Regions from separate parts of the Rattus norvegicus genome. Here region 1 is linked to region 2. A link is a contact called in public Hi-C data. All regions are on one chromosome and are shown on one strand. The core of a region is the stretch at or near the end of the contact, and the rest is flanking DNA. Distances in the headings are between cores, read along the strand shown.

Region 1 (3,099 bases), core at 395-2,894, 160 kb after region 2:
GTGTAAAGACCCCCATTCTGGAATAAGCTGATGGCTTCCATCCAATGTCGTTTATTGTGTCCCTGGCCTCCAGACTTCCTGGTCCAGCACATGTAACCCTACAGTTGTTATGGCATACCACCTAAAGCCACCTCTCAGGAGATATGCCCTGTGCCTTTCTTCCTTCCTTCCTTTTTTCCTTCCTTCCTTCCTTTTTTCCTCCTTCCTTTTTTCCTTCCTTCCTTCCTTTTTTCCTCCTTCCTTCTTTCTTTCCTTCCTTCCTTTCTCCTTTTTTGTTTGTTTGTTTGCTTGGTTGGTTTCTGGTATTTTCTCTGTGTAGCTCTGGCTGTCATGGAACTAGCTCTGTAGAACAAACTGGTCCTGAACTCAGAGATCTGCCTGCCTCTGCCTCCTGAGTGCTGGGACTCAAGGCATGTGTCACCACCACCTGACTTGAAACAGTTTTCTTTAAGGCTGTTGTGCTGGCAGGTTGGTCATGCTCCAGTGCATGGCCCGCACTCATAACTCATAGGTATATGAGGAGCACAAATTGAATTATTCAAAAAAAAAAAAAAGAGGACATGAGGTTGGGAGGATGACAGGGTAGGATAGATCTGGGAGGATTTAGGGGAGAAGACAGTGGGTGGACATGATCATGATTCGTATGCATGTATGAAAGTCTCAAAATAATTAATAAAGAGATTATATTTAAAAATAAAATGGGGTTTGGAGAGATGGATCCGGGGTTCAGAGCACTCTGCTCTTGCCAAGAATCTGGGCTTAGTTCCCAGCACCATCTGCAGCTCCAGTTCCAAGGGGTCTGACATCTCCTTGGGCACCAGGCACACATTGCAAACAGTCACTCCATCATAAGCAATTCTTTTAAAATGTTTTAATAAAAAAGTTGAGCGTAGGATCAAAATAAAACAGCTGACATCAACCTTGGGCCTTCACAGGCTGTCATAGGCACACATGCATACACTACAGAAACTTTCATAACACCCATCTACAACAACACACATAGACACACACGTTTAAAAGAATAACATAAAATAGTGGCTGGAGAGTTAGCTCAGTAGTTCAAGCATCGATTGCCCTTGCAGTGGACCCGGGTTCAATTCCCAGGACCCACATGGTGGCTCACAACTGTCTGCGACTACAGTTCCAAGAGATCTAACACCCTCTTCTCCAAGGACACTAGGCATGCACAAGGTGCACACAGACATATGGCAGAAAAGCATATACATTAAAAAAAAATCTAAAACAAAAACCGTAAGAAGGAGTAAGCAATAGAAGAAGGATTAACAGTAGAGTGTTCTTTCAATGACTTTGATATTTATTTGTGTGAATTAGGTCAAGGTATAACATATATCTCTTCTATTTAATAAAGACTACCGTAAAACAAAGAAGCGAGCAAACCAAGTCCTCTCAGGCACCCAGGAGCTTTAATCTGTGCTGTAAGTAACCCTGAGGGAGGAAGAGTGTGGGCGGGGTGTGAGAATGGCAGGTTAGAAACATCAGAATGTGTGGAATGGCAGTTGTCGCTCAGCATAGCCTCCAGGTCGCAAGCTTCTGGGAAGCTGCAGAGGGTGACTCCAAGGCAGCCAAGCCCCAGCTGTCCCCAGCAGCTGCCATCATGTTCAGCAGTGGAGGAAGGGCAGCGGCATGTCTCTGAGGCTTAGCACACTCCTGACCCTCATCGTGCTCCCTGGCCAGCCTGTCACAGGCCACCTCTGCTATAGTTGGGTCCAGGACTTGCAGAGTCATTGCTGAAATCTGATTCGGAGACTCTGACTGCCGAGGACATTAATAGGACAATTGACAAAATGGGAACAGGTTCTGAGAACTAGGTGTTCATGACTTAGCACTGTGGATCTCTTGACTGTTTTAAACAGTAGAAGAAAATGTCCTCGTATGGGGGAAACAGGTATTAAATATTCAGGATCAGGCAAGTGTGTCATGTCGACAAGTTATTTTCAAGTGATCTGGGACAAGCTTATTAAAAACCTGCTTCTGGGGGGCTGGTGAGACGGCTCAACGATTAAGAGCACTGGCCGCTCTTCCATAGGTACTAAGTTTAATTCCCACCACTCACCTGATGGCTTACAACCATCTATAAAGGGGGTCTGATGCCCTCTTCTGGTATGTAGGTGTATATGCAGACAGACTACTCAGACAATTAAAAAAAAATCTGCTTCTGGCTACTCAGCAACTTCATAATTTTTTTCAAAATAAAAAAAATTTATTCCGTAGATTCCCTACACATAAACGCATAGTCACATAATGAAACATGGCTGGCTGTATTATCCCGTTAAGACAATAGTGTGGGGGCTGGGGATTTAGCTCAGTGGTAGAGCGCTTACCTTGGAAGCGCAAGGCCCTGGGTTCGGTCCCCAGCTCCGAAAAAAAGAACCAAAAAAAAAAAAAAAAAAAAAAAAGACAATAGTGTGGCAGAATATTGGTGCAGCGATCTTGTAACACTAAACATGAAAAAAAAAATCAAGCTTCAAAACCCTTTAAAATTTCCTTTCAATGTTAGCTGTTTTTCATGGCTGGGACCAAACACTTGACAAATAGACCAGAGGAGGAAGGGGTCTGGCTTATAGTTTGAGGATCTTCAGTTCATCACAGAGGAGAAAACGTTACAAATGGTGGCACCATGGTGGTTAGAGAGTATAACTGAGGCCTCACGCTGTAGAACAGGAGGCAGAGAGCAGACAGGAAGTGGGGCTGAACAATTTTCCTTAGCTACTATGGGATCATAGTGCAGGTGAAGGCAGATACAAGATAGCAAGGCCTGTCATTGGACGAGAAGGAAGGACGGGTGGGAGGAAAGTTTGAGGGACGAGGAGGAGACAGAGGAAGGCAGAGGAAGCCTCGGGGAGAACATGGAGACGGATGTTAAGATTCCACTCTGCACCTGTACAGGTTGTTATGAATGTTCTTAAGGGCTGGATGTGTACAGGGCTTTGTATGTTTAGGTGGGCAATTATATCTTATCAACTGGGTCAGAGGTTATTGTGTTGTATGTTCTTTCTTGTGGTGAATTAAGTTTAAGAGAGCTGGGACACTAAGCTGCCCTGGAATTGGGATGTGTATGTCTGGCATGGTGGCAACCTG
Region 2 (3,475 bases), core at 409-2,908:
CTGGAGATTGAAGGGAGGGCCGCATACATGCTACGCAAGGGCTCTGTCACTGAACCACACCACCAGCCCACTACCCACCCTTATGCTGAGGCAGTTCTCATCAAGTTGTTCAAACTGCTCTCCCCTCATGACCCTCCTGCCTTCTATGGCGTAGCTGGGATTACAGGCATTTGCCACAGGCCTGACTTTCACATCTCTTTGTGGTGCCTAAGTCTAAAAACTTGGTTTTTCATCTTTTCTGTGTTGGGTTGTTTTTTTTTTTTTTTCAAGTCTTTACATTATTTCTTTTTCTGATACACGTGTTATAAATCTTTTCGCAGTTCTGTACCCTAACATCCCACCCCACCTTTCCCAAAAGGCTGAGACCGGCATCCCGCTTGCCTGCCTTCTCTCGTTTTCTTTCTTTTTTTCTCAATGGCGGAGTCCAGTTCCGGGCCCAAGAGCCTGCTGGAGGCTCCAAGGTACTGCAAGTCCTTCCCGCTGAGCGCTTTGCCAGGCCTGACCAGCAGAGGGCGCTGCGGCGCTGCGGGACGCCGGGTTCCTCTGGGCTCCAGAAGAGTCAGGCCTTTCCCAAGCCTTTCATGCTCAGAGATGATTCCAAGCTGCCTGCAGTCTCGCCTAGCCTGAAACTGCTGTAGACACTTCCCAGTCTGCCTGCCTCTCTGAGTGCCCTCCCTGTGGGGCTCCCGCTCGGATGCTCGTACCATTTATAAGTATTTTATGTATTATTATTTTTAACCATTTTAATATCTCTCTCTCTCTCTCTCTCTCTCTCTCTCTCTCTCTCTCTCTCTCTCTCTGTGTGTGTGTGTGTGTGTGTGTGTGTGTGTAACAAATCTCTGGACCCTTTCGTTTTCCCAGAAACCAAAAGCTGGCAACAGCCCCAATCTACTTACTTTTCTGTTTCCCTGGTTCTGACCACTCTAGAGACCTCATTCTGTAAAGCCGTATACTGTGTGGTTCTCCTGGAACTGACTCCTTCTCCCCAGCCCCCACAGTGTCCACACAGCCATCCACGTCAGAGTGGACGCATGGACTTCCTTCCTTTTCAGGGTTGAATAACATTCAGTCACGTGGATAGCCAAGTTGCTTACCTTTTTATCTCCTGATGGACATTCGAGTTGTGCCCGTGTCCTGACTCTCATGAACATGGGTGGTCAGACACAACATGCTACCCAGTGAGTGCAGAGGTGATGGGGGGGGGGTTACCCCGGCACCTGCTCAGTGTTAAGGCAGAGTGAAGCTCAGAGTGACTGGTAACGGAACCCTCCAGAGCCTATGCACATGCTTAGAAGTTTGCTGGTGCTAGGCTGGGGTGACTTCTGTGCTCCCTGCTCCCACCCCACTTCTCAAATCTCTCTCCACTCTCAGTTCTCCCATAAACCTATTCTTACAAAGTACTCACTCTGGGAGCCCGAGACAAAGGCTCAGTCAGACCCCGGGCTGAGATGCTGAGGATACCACCAGTTCCCACACCTGGCACCCTGTCCACCCTGCAGGCTGCAGTCCAACATTTGGGCCTCCCACGCACAGCCCATTTTCCTGTGGAGCTGTTCCCGTCACTGGCTGCCATTCTGTTGGCACCCAGAGGGCTCGCCTGCCACCCAAACAGCAGATGGCCAGGAAAAGAGAGCTGGTGCACACATCACCCAGAGGAAAAAAACGAATGCAGTTGGCAGACCATGTGGTCAGAGAGGCGAGTGGCTGACACATGGCTTCTTGTTAGGTGATGCTTTGTGCCAGCTGGGGCGGTCATCGTGTGGGCAGCGTGGCCTTTGAAGGTTGATAGCTCATGACCCCACAGGGCCTGGGCTGCAGTGGGGGCTGTGTAGGATTTTATGTTTCCTTGTCTCCTTGTTTTCCAGGCTCCCAGGAGTCCCGGAGATGCAGCCTAGATCCAACCCTCTCCAGTTCTGGTCATAGCTGTGTGACTTGGTCAGATGCTCAGCTGACACATTAGATGAGCCAGGCCCCAGGCCAAGCACTGTATACATTTGGCCATTCAGGGTCCAATGTGACTATGAGTACCACAAAAATGAAGTTCTTAATAAGACAGATATTTCTTCCTCGGCATAAAAGCCAGGCTGAGGGTCAGGAAGGGCTTGGGGTGGGAACCTACACCCTCAGGAACTCACTTTCCTCTCTTCCTGCGTGATTAGTTTCAATAGATAGCCCCACCTCCTGCTCCCACAGAGCTGACTGTGTTCCAGGCATCAAGTTTTCAACCCGGCCAGCAGTAAGGAACGAGAGAAAGGCACACCCCCACTCTTGGAGCTGTTTGAAACTTTCTAGATGCCCTCACTTATATCCAATGGTCAGACTGGCAGCTCTACCTAGCCACAAGAGAATTTGGGAGATGCAGTTTCTATGGCAGCCATGTTTTCAACTGAAGTTCAGGTTTCCTAGGTCTCAGGAAGAACGAAGCGGCCGTTGGGCCACCTCTGTGGCACAGGTCTGGTTTTAACCAGTTCTGGTAACTTCTGAAGCTTACAGTGTACACATTCATTGTAGCTCAATTATACAGCATGAAATCCAGTGGTATGTCATGAAACTCCTTGTTCCTGAGGTCCTCAATGCGACCAGAGGCTATGGAGGGGAGCGGGTCACTAAGTGGGTCCACAGATGCCATCACAGGTTCAAAATGTGTTCTGCCCTAGAACTTCGGATTTGCAAAACTCTGTGTGTGTTCAGCCATGGTCTCCAGCGGCTCCACACTGACTGACCCTTGAGAGCCCTGGTATGTGCAAGGTCAAACTTCATCCTTCAAGGTCATCCTGCAGGGCTCTGTCCCCATCACACCATGGAGATCCATTGCTTGTGCCACCTGCCTCAATTGTCCCATTAAACAGCGCTCAGCCCAACAGAGCTTCCCTCTCCCTTTTTTCCCTCCTCCCCTCCCCTCCCTTCCTCTCTCTTATCTCCTTTTTCCCTTCCTTTATTCTTTTTGCAGTATGGGGGACCCAGATCCTCCTGAAGACTAGACAAGCATTCTACTGCTAAACCACACCCCAATCCCCTCACTGGGTGATTCTCAGCAGGTGCTCCTCACTGGAGGGTGGGGGCGGGGGGTAGGCAGATGCCAAGGCAACCCAGCCCCTCACTGGGGGTGTGTGTGGCTTTAATCAGGTGCTCTACCACTGAGCCATACTCCCACCTCTTCCTTTTTCTCTAATAGACGAGTTGCAGTAGAATTCTCACGGCACATGGCCCGCCCACGCCGAGCGACCATCTTAATGGTTTTCGGCGTTCTCACTGCCTGCCGCCAGTTGCAAGATGTGTTCAGCATCCTCTGTTTCGACTTCATTTTTGGAATAGCCATATCCAGCAACTGTTTGGATTCTAAAATGACTCCACCTGCTCAGCCCGCACCCCTCCCATGCAAACACTCTTATTTTTGAATTCAGGTCTGTTTCTTCCCAGAGTCTCTCTCTGTGCAAATGTGTGAGTCAAACACAGAGAAAGGTTCTTTCTGTGT

Evidence for each region. Hi-C and Micro-C count contacts between places; a contact is called where the count stands out from the background.
Region 1: a contact with region 2 is called in a Hi-C map of psoas muscle, with 2.8 times the contacts expected there. The contact joins two enhancer-like sites. A contact is called at or near these places in 3 of 12 Hi-C or Micro-C datasets (Schwann cells, prefrontal cortex and psoas muscle).

Annotation. Positions count from the first base shown.
Region 1 is chr17:15,839,022-15,842,120 of GRCr8, forward strand. No RefSeq gene overlaps it. Among named protein-coding and RNA genes, the nearest start is that of Trnaa-ugc8, 18 kb to the left of the region's middle. Within about 2 kb of position 1,645, at least 2 of the 93 cell types and tissues checked have an H3K27ac peak or open chromatin away from gene starts, as enhancers often do.
Region 2 is chr17:15,683,498-15,686,972 of GRCr8, forward strand. No RefSeq gene overlaps it. Among named protein-coding and RNA genes, the nearest start is that of Ninj1, 17 kb to the left of the region's middle. Within about 2 kb of position 1,659, at least 38 of the 93 cell types and tissues checked have an H3K27ac peak or open chromatin away from gene starts, as enhancers often do.